2 separate regions of the Mus musculus genome follow, and region 1 is linked to region 2. A link is a contact called in public HiChIP or PLAC-seq data. All regions are on one chromosome and are shown on one strand. Each heading gives the region's core, a stretch centred on a gene start, on an enhancer-like site or on the middle of the called end of the contact. The rest is flanking DNA. Distances are from core to core; before and after follow the strand shown.

The links. HiChIP or PLAC-seq counts read pairs in DNA pulled down with a chosen protein or histone mark.
Region 1: an H3K4me3 HiChIP or PLAC-seq map of embryonic stem cells shows a contact between it and region 2, with 18 read pairs. The contact joins the promoter of Med18 here to the enhancer-like site in region 2. A contact is called at or near these places in 1 of 15 datasets of contacts at CTCF or cohesin (CD8 T cells), 2 of 484 Hi-C or Micro-C datasets (embryonic fibroblasts and embryonic stem cells), 3 of 115 datasets of contacts at active chromatin or transcription factors (the SCID.adh cell line and embryonic stem cells) and 3 of 9 other capture datasets (adipose tissue, liver and pancreatic islet).

Annotation. Positions count from the first base shown.
Region 1 is chr4:132,460,906-132,465,662 of GRCm38.p6, forward strand. Med18 (mediator complex subunit 18) reads right to left here and starts at 3,016. Exons shown (of 3, transcript NM_026039.3): 1 at 2,869-3,016; 2 at 1,960-2,103. The coding sequence starts at 2,032.
Region 2 is chr4:132,386,176-132,391,081 of GRCm38.p6, forward strand. Phactr4 (phosphatase and actin regulator 4) reads right to left here. Exons shown (of 13, transcript NM_001161797.1): 3 at 717-890. Among named protein-coding and RNA genes, the nearest start is that of Phactr4, 34 kb to the right of the region's middle. Within about 2 kb of position 1,641, at least 16 of the 459 cell types and tissues checked have an H3K27ac peak or open chromatin away from gene starts, as enhancers often do. A contact at or near this core is called in embryonic stem cells, where this site is marked.

The sequences.
Region 1 (4,757 bases), core at 1,766-4,265, 76 kb after region 2:
AGATTAAATAAGATTAAACAGTTATTTAACTGAGCCAGGCATGCAGGCACTCAGGAGTCTGAGGCAATAGAGTCGCTGCAAGACTGGGGCTGGGAAAACCACTCAGAGGTAAAGAGTTTGTACTGCTCTTGCAGAGGCCAGAGTTCAATCCCATCCACATCAAGTGGCTCACAACCTGTAACTCCAACTCCAAGGATCCCAGCACCTCCTGCCTCGCATGCATGTACCATCCCCTGAAACACATGCACAGAGAACTAAAAATGGTATTTTAAAATCTTAAAAAAAGCTGGGCAGGGGTGGTGCATGCCTTTAATCCCAGCACTTGGGAGACAGAGGCAGGTGGATTTCCGAGTTGGAGTTAGAGGCCAGCCTGGTTTACAGAGTGAGTTTCAGGACAGCCAGGACTGCACAGAGAAACCCTGTCTCGAAAAACCGAAAAACAAAAACAAAAACAAAACAAAAAAATCTTAAAAAAAAAAAAAAACAATTAAAAAAACTGAAGCTCCAAAAATAAATATAAAGATAAAACCACCACATGTCCCCTGACCTGTATCAGCTGTTTTCTTTGTAACCAAAAATGAGAAGGAGACCAGATGCCCAGCCCAACTGTACTAGGAGAGGTGAGGGCACTGTGATGTGCTCATATACACATTTAAAATGGAGGCCGTGGAGCAACAAAAAGCTAAGACACGTACCGAAATGAATGAACTATGAAATAACAATGCTAACTCAACAACAGACACAGCCCAGTCAGCATGCACAGCGCATGCACACAGTTAGGCTCAGGCCCGAAGATCAGAGGTTAACACTGCTCCTGGACACCCAGCCAGTTAGAGGTCAGCCTGGGGGTTTGAGAGGAGGCTCAGCAGCTAAGAGTGCTGGACCTGGGTTCGGTGTCCACCAGCACCCACACGGTGGCTCATAATCGTCCACGACTCCTTTTCAGGGAACTGGACATACTTGTCTGACCTCTGACTCCCACACATGCAGGCAAGACACTCATACAGATAAAATAAGATTTAAAAATCTAAAAGAATCATTTTAATCATACTTGAAAAAAATTAATCAGCCTGGGCTCCTTAGTACTGCTTCCAAACAACAAAAACAATATAAATTCTGTCATAGGACATGACTTTATCAAGGATATAATGCTAGGAGAAATAAGCCAGTTGGGGACCTCACTCATGTGGGGCATCTAAGCAGCTAAGGTAGGAAACACAGTGGAGAGGTGAGAGGGAGACTCGGTATGAGGTTTTTTTGGTTTGTTTTGTTTTGTTCTTGTTTTTTGTTTTTAAATTTTATGTGTAAGAAGGAGTGTTTTGCCTGCAAGCTCATCTGTGAACTACCTGTATGCCTGAATCCATGGAGACCAGACTAGGGCATCAAATTCTCTGCAACTGGAGTTACACACAGTTGTGAGCTGCCATGTAGGTGCTGGGAATTGAACCAAGAAGCAGCCAGTGCTTTTAACGGCTGGGCCTTCTCCTCGGGCCTGAGTTTTAATTTTTCAAGATGAAAAAAAAAAAAAAATGAAAGTCATGCAGTGGTGGCTTGTGCCTTTAATCCCAAGCACTTGGGAGACAGAGCAGATGGACCTCTGAATTCTGAGTTCGAGGCCAGCCTGGTCTATAGACAGCGAGAACTATACGGAGACAAACAAAAATAGAGGAAAGAAAGAAAGAAAGAAAGAAAGAGCAAGGGAGGGAGGGAGAGAGAGAGGGAGAGAGGGAGAGAGAGAGAGAGAACAGACAATAGGACAATAGTGGTAAATATCTATAATCCCAGGCCCCTGCAGCCAGAAGGGTCTACAGAGTGAGTTTCTGGCCATTGAGCCATCTTCCCACCCACCCTCTTTTAAACACAGTTACAGGAACCCTACAGTTGCCTATAAGTCATCTCAACTTGCTCTAGCCAGAAAAAACTGAAAACTTGGTAACACAAGCTCCTTGGCTGACTTACCCTGCAGGAGGTACTCCATCATGTTAATGGTGCCCCCAGTGACGGGCATCATGGTGACTGGAGGCGCCTCCATGATGCCTCTAATTAGGTTCAAGACAACAGAACTGCAAACAGATCTTCCAACCGGAGAAGCACAGGATCCACCTGGAAAAGTCACACTTGTCCATACCCTGTTTGCTGCGGCAGTGGCCTTGAAACCAAAGCTCATTCAGTCTTAACTTTGCACATCTGCTTATACAGCCGGTTCCAAGAACGGGTGACTCGGGAATAAGAGGGGTTCTAGCTCCGGAGATACGGAATAGCCATCTAGTATCAAGTTCTGAACCTTATAAACGTTTTTCTATGTAATCTCGAGGCAGCTATGTAACCTCTTGTTCCGAAACCTACTGTCTCGTTTAAAATAAGACCAAGGGTGTTTAACCCCACAGCCCTCGTCTCCCCCACCCACTACCTGGCTCGAAAGAAACCGACATTCATATTCAAAAATGGTAACTACACTGGGCTACACTGAGAGGCCTCGTTTCCAAACATAAAGAAATAAAAACCGGCTGTGTTGGGGGGAACATCTGTAATCTCAATACTTGGGGACAGAGTTAGAAGGACGGCTGCAGCTTCGGGCTAGACTGGTCTATATAGCAAATCCCGGCCAATTAGGGCATCACAGTGAGACTGTCTCAAAGAAAAAACAAAAGAAAAGATCCGAGGGAGACCTAAGGACCTTGTCCACCCTTCACTCTATGCGGAGGCCATGCAGACTCAGGGAAAGGCCCCAGGGCACACGAGCGATGTAACTAGAACTGGTTCTGCCTTTATGAGAACGCCTCTGCAAATGAGCCAGGCGGGAAATATGAAGTTAGAGTGACTGTCCCGGTCCTCCCACGCGGGCAGCCGGGACACGTGTGCACTTACACTAGCAACACGTCTCCGTCCGCGCTACAGATCCTTGTAAAGCTGGAATTAAATCCACGCGTGCACACCCGCAATCCGCACCCCCAAATGCCGCCAGCGCAGAGCCAGAGAAACCGCCAAACTCTCCCTTCAGCACTTCCGGTAGGAAGCTGAGGGACAGGAAACTTCTCCGCTACCGCCCCGAAAAGTAAGGGTGCCGAGAGGGCAAGGAACGCGCCCGCCTTCTGGCACCGGTGTGCAAGAGCGCACGCGCAAGGTTCGGGGCTGCTGTTGCTTTGGGGTCCTAGTCTAGAGTGGTACCGTGGAAGGTGACTGTCATAGGACAGCTCTAGGATACGTTTTTTTTTTTTTTTTTTTTTTTTTCAGCTTCGACGACCTGGATGTTTTGATCAGATCTCATAAAGCCGATTGGATACCATATTTAAATTTTGAACTCAGCCACTGGGGGGAGCGAGGAAGGAGAGTCACATTGAAAAAGAAGGGAGGCGGAGGTGGCGGGGCTGGCAGTGAAAGAGATGTAAAATGAATAAGTTAAAAATTAAATTAAAGAAAAAGAAAAGGAAGGGGTATGTTGTAAATCGGAAACGCTAACCACAGCGTTGTGTATTTATATATAGACCTCAGCAGGAACAATATTTTGTGTGCTTTCAAGGGTCTGGAGAAACAGCTCAGTGCTAGAGCCTTGTCTGACATGTGCAAGGCCATAAGTTTAATACAAAACAACAGCAAACTTGTTCAATTTACAGTGCATACCATAACTTTAAATACATGGGACCAGGCACAGTTCAAATCTGAGAACCTTGGGAAGCTGTGGTAAGGATCTCTCCAGCAGAGCCATTCAACGCTTAAACAATATTGTGAGGTTTTTAATAAATAAATAAATAAATAAATAAATAAATAAGTTAATTAATAAGGGCTAGAGAGATGGCTGAGCAGTTAATAGCCCCTGCTGCTCTCTCAGAGGTCCCAAACTCCCACATAGTGGCTAACAACCATTTATAATTTCCTTTCCAGGGGCTCTATTACCTTGTCTGACTACATCAGTCACTGCATCCGTGTGGTAGACATGCATACACACTTGCAAAAACACTCATAACACAAAATATAAATAAATAACTAGGGGCTGGGAAGATGGCTAAGCAGTTTAGAGCACTTGCTGTTATTCAGAGGACCTGGGTTCAGCCCTAACACCCATATCATGTGACTCACAACCACCTGCCACTCTAGTTCCAAGGGATCTGACACCCTCATCTGGCATCCATGCTAAAGGACATACATGGTACACATATATCTAGGCACACATATACATTAGATAGATAGATAGATAGATAGATAGATAGATAGATAGATAAGGATTTTAAATTCAACAAGTACTTATTGAACTCTGTACATATGCCAAACACATAAGGGACATAGAGTGAGGCACCCTTAATCTTTCAGGACCCCTCCCTCCTTAACATTTCCCCAAAGGTCACTACCTCAGGCAAGGGTACCTGGTTCCCAGTCAGTCTGGGCAGCTTGTATCAGCTCAGGGCTCCACCTTGCTGTCACATGAAATCAGCTTGCTTCTCTGCCACTTTGTTCTTCTTTCTGCCACCTCCTCCCATGGCTTGACAGTTTAATCTCTAATACATCTTTCTTTGTAATCATGGAATGGTCTAGTTCAGTATATATCAACATAATCACTTATGACATTCAGACAACAACAAGAAGTTGAGTATTTAAGATTAAGAAAAATGCAGGGCTATACAGCTCAGTGGTACAGGGTGTCAGGCCTGAGGTTTGATCCCCAGCACTGTAAATAATATTAATAACGCCTGTAAGGCAATGTTTTAAGAGGTTAACGAAGCCGGGAGGTGGTGGTGCACGCCTTTGATCCCAGGACTCAG
Region 2 (4,906 bases), core at 391-2,890:
TGGAGGTCAGTAAGCTCTGGCTCATCTCTTTGGCTGAGACAGGCTCTCGGTTGGTTGCTGCACACCAGCTGGCCCTTAGGCCTCTGGGGATTTTCTGTCCTATCTTTTCATCGCCCCACAGAAGCACTGCATTACAACAGTGTGTGTGCAGCTGGCTTTACGTGCGTCCTGCAGGTTCCAACTGAGGTCCTCGTGTTTCTATCAAGCACTTTACCTGCTTAGTCACCTCCTTAGCCCAAATGAGGAACTCTTAAAAATAGAAGCCTTGGGCTGGCGAGATGGCTCAGCGGTTAAGAGCACCGACTGCTCTCCCAAAGGTCCTGCGTTCAAATCCCAGCAACCACATGGTGGCTCACAACCATCCATAATGAGATCTGATGCCCTTTTCTGGTGTGTCTGAAGACAACAACAGTATACTTACATATAACAATAAATAAATATTTAAAAAAAATAGAAGCCTTGTTTAGTTGTTTGTTTGTTTGTTTGTTTGTTTAGAGACAAGATCTCCTGGTGCCCGGGTTGGCCTGAAACTCAATGTCTAACTAAAAAGGACCTTGAACTTCTGATCCTTTTATCTCTGCGCCTCCCCTCTGTGGGGTCAGCTGCAGAGCACAAGCACACCAGGTTCTCTGCAATCGGGGAAGAGCCCAGGGCTTTGCTCAAACTAGGTGGGCACCCCCCTCGCTCCTCAGAACATTTAAATCTTAGTACCTTACCTTCTGATGTCTCTTTGAACTTATCACTGCTTTTTTTTTTCCTCCATTTCCACGGCTTGAAGATCTTGCCTAACGCTGAGAACTTGCTTTTCCTTTTGGTGGGAGGTGTTGTGTCCCCTGCTTCCACACTGTCCATGCCCATGCCTGGGTCTCCAGAGGGCTGCTCTGCTTCTTCTGTTCATGGAGAGGAACGGGAAGGGACAGCCAATTTATTATCCTTATATAGCCTCTAAAAATGTCCCCTCTTCCTGTAGCAGTCGGAAAGAATCAGAGCAATGACAATCACGCAGACAGTCACACTCCGGACATTACATGGACAAAGGCCCAAACTCAAACTTAAATCACTAAAGAAGCCATTTAAGAGGAAAATTTAGGGAGATGCTAGAATCAAGCCGACATCATTAGCATACACAATACAGTATAAGCTCTGTATCACTGAAGCAAGGACTCCCTCCGGAGACTGAGGGGATCGCTGTTAAATATTACCCTCTCAGCAATTCCCACGATTCAAGTAACTCAGGGACAGGCAAGTCATCAAGTGTTCACACCTTGTGTCTGTGTATCACATTTTTCTCCCCACACACAAAGAGCGCTGCATAACTGTGGAAGATTGGGAGACGAGGTGGGGACAGGGCGTTAGAGAAGATGCCCTGACATGGAAGGAGTTGGAAGAGTGGAGGTGAGGTTCTACTGCCTGTCACAGTATTACTTAGGGACATCCTGATAGTAAGGATCTATAACATAGGTGACATGCTACACGTTCACGACTGAGGTCAAAGGTCTCGAGACCCTCATAATGACACATGTGCAGGGCTTAGTTAGCTTTGAAGGTAGAGCAGGAAGGCAGCAATAACAAAAATGCAGGAAGGCAGTACAATGCAGCCTGCGCCCCACCCACTGTCCCAGGGGCCTCAGGAGCCATCTAGGGGTAAGGAAAGGCTCTGTGGCCTACTCCTGGGGTTAAGGTGCTTGCTGCATCACAGAATCGCACTTCCCTTCCCACTAGCAGCAACAATGTTGGAGGCAGGAAAAGTCTGACACTTGTACTGAACACAATGATCTCCTTTTGACACTGTAGCTTTGTGTTACTGTTTTCTTTCAATTACATTTTTTTTTTTTTAAATTTAGCTTCTGTGCATCTGTGTGGGTGTGGAGGCAGGGGAGGAGCACACAGACAGAGCATCCGTGGAGGAGAGAGACGCAGCTCACTCCTCTGCTTCCACTGCATGGGCCCCAGGACTGAACCAGATCATCAAGAGTGGCTTCCAGCACCGTTACCTAGGAGGCATCTTGGGGCTGGTTTAGGTTTTTTGAGACAATGGATTGCTAGGTCTGGTCTTGAATGTGTGATCCTCCCGCCTTAACCTCTTAAGTGCTGGAATTACAGGTGTGTGCCTCCACATATGACTCCTGTAAATCTCCTGTTAGCACATCTACAGGCATTCCAGGAAATAATCAGAAAATGTTATTTGACTGAAGAAAGGAAAACTACACCTAAAGTTTTAATTGGACTGAAAATGTTAAAGAAAAGATCATAAAGAAAAGCAGCCAACATTTTAGCAGCACAGAGAAGCTCCTGCCTGAAAGCCTCTCAACAAAGTATCATCCGTCACTTAGCCTCTTCTGCTGCTTAAAAATCATAGCTAATCACTTCCTTTTCCGTTTTCCTTTATGTGAGGGAGGGTTTCTCTGTATGGCTCTGGGTGTCCTAGAACAGTCTCTGTAGACCAGGCTGGCCTCAAACTCAAATTTACAGAGATCCACTAACTGCGTTCCAAATTAAAATTTAATTTGATGCTTTTAAAACTTCATTATGAGCCGGGCGTGGTGGCGCATGCCTTTAAACCCAGCACTCGGGAGGCAGAGGCAGGCGGATTTCTGAGTTCGAGGCCAGCCTGGTCTACAAAGTGAGTTCCAGGACATCTAGGGCTATACAGAGAAACCCTGTCTCGAAACCCCCCCACTCAAAAAAAAACCAAAAAAACTTCATTATGTTGAACAATATATTTATATGTCATCTTTCTTTCAAGGATTCACAACGACAAGGAGTAGGGATGTACCTCAAGTTTCCAAAGCATGTATGTGGCTCTAGGTTTAAACCCAATTGAAACATGCACACACACTCGCACACACACACCCACACACATTCTCATTTTGCTTTGTATAAAGCAGGTCACTGAACATATCACTAAATACAGAAAGTGAAAAAGAAAGTGTTCTCTGTAAACCAAGCTGGCCTCAAACTCAGGGACCTGCCTGTCTCTGCCTCCCGAGTGCCCAGCAGGAACAGGGTCTCCTTTGCTTCTCTCTTCATAAGTATCTAATTTTGTCAAATGTTTTAGAAGAACAGAACCTTGATATTTTCCAATTCATTCATTCATATTAACATTTAATTATTTATCTATCTTTGTATTTTTATTTTTGCTTGTTTTAAGCAAAATTTAAAACCTGGATCTTAAGTAGCTCAGGATGACGTTGAATTTATTTGTAGCTGAAGATAACCTTGAACCCCAGAACCTCCATGGTCTTGTTCTCAAATGCTGAGATGACAGGTGTGAGCCACCACATCCGGCTTCACTCACATCTCTGCTCCTCCTCCTCTCCACTCCCTAGTCTCAATGACAAACTGCATATTATTTCACTGACTCACATGTCTGTCCAAATATTTAGAATCAGCCCAACTGCCTTTATAATATACAGGATCTGCAGGAAGTGGGGCCATGAATCCTTTTAAAACTCTCAGTCAGGTGTGATGGCATACGCCTATAATCTTAGCACCAGGAGGCAAAAGCAGGAGGATCAAACGTTCCAGGACAGCATAAGATGCATAGTGAGACCCTGTCTCAAAAACACAAGGGCAGGGCTGAGGAGCGCCTATGAGTGTGGCACTGGCATGAGGTTCTGCAAACAGCTAAGCACCACAAAAGAAAAAAACCCTAAATATCCAGGGGTCCCTGTCCACCAAGTTTGCTATCCAATTGAAGGAGAAAACTGACTCCCAATCCCAAACACATCATACACTCACACTGATAATAAATAAAATAATAAGGAGCTAGAGAGATGGCTCAGCAGTTAAAAATACTTCATTGAGGGGCTGGAGAGATGCTGTACTTCCAGAGGCCCTGAGTTCAATTCCCAGCAACCACATGGTGACTCACAACCGTCTGTAATGGGATCCTATGCCCTCTTCTGGTGTGTCTGAAGATATCACAACAATATACTCACATATATACAAATAAGTTAATTAATTAAAAAAATTTTCATTGCTTTTGCAGAGGACCAAGGTTCAAGTCCCAGCACCTACATAGTGTACAACTCTAGTTCCAGAGGCTCAGATGCCCTCTTTTGACCTCGATAGGCATTAGGCATGCACACAGTACATATACAAACATACAGGGAAAATACACATACACACAAAACAAGTCATTTTTAAAATTAAAATAATACACAAAATGTATCATGGCAGGACGCACTGGCTCAGACTTATCATCACAGCAGTATCACTATGGGAAGGATTACAAGTTTGAGGGCAGCATAGATTATGTATATAGCAAGCCTTGTCTCAAAAGAGACAAACCTGTAACAATGTATACTGTGTATGCTTGGGTGTAGTGTAGTGGTCCAAATGTGCCAGTCAGCTCAAGTCAGTTCACTGTGTTACACAACACCGTGTCGGTGCGTTGTGTCCTTGTTCTAGCAACTGCTGGGAGAGGGACAGTAAAAGCTCTAGTTAGCAAAGTCATTTGTCGCTGTTTTGTGTGACAAGGTCTTACTCTGTTGGATAATTACAAATTTAATTATGTTTTCCACTTTAAAAAAAAAATTAAGAGCCAAGTATGGTGGTGCATGCCTTTAATCCCAGCACTCAGGAGGCAGAGTAAGGCTTATCTTTGAGTTTGAGGACAGCCTGGTCTACAAAGTAAGTTCCAGGACAGCCAGGGCTACACAGAGAAAACTTGTCTCAAAAAAACAAAAACAAAAATTTAAGGAATTAGTATGTAAGGGTATTTTACTTCCATGTATGTCTGTGCACCATGTGTGTGCCTGGTGCCCAGGGGGTGTCTAGAAAAATAATGTCATATCTGCTGGGACTGAAGTTACAGACAGTTGTAAGCCCCGTTGAGAGTGCTAGGAATTGAATCTTGGTTCTCTGAAAGAGCAACCAGTGTTCTTAACCACTGAGTCATCTC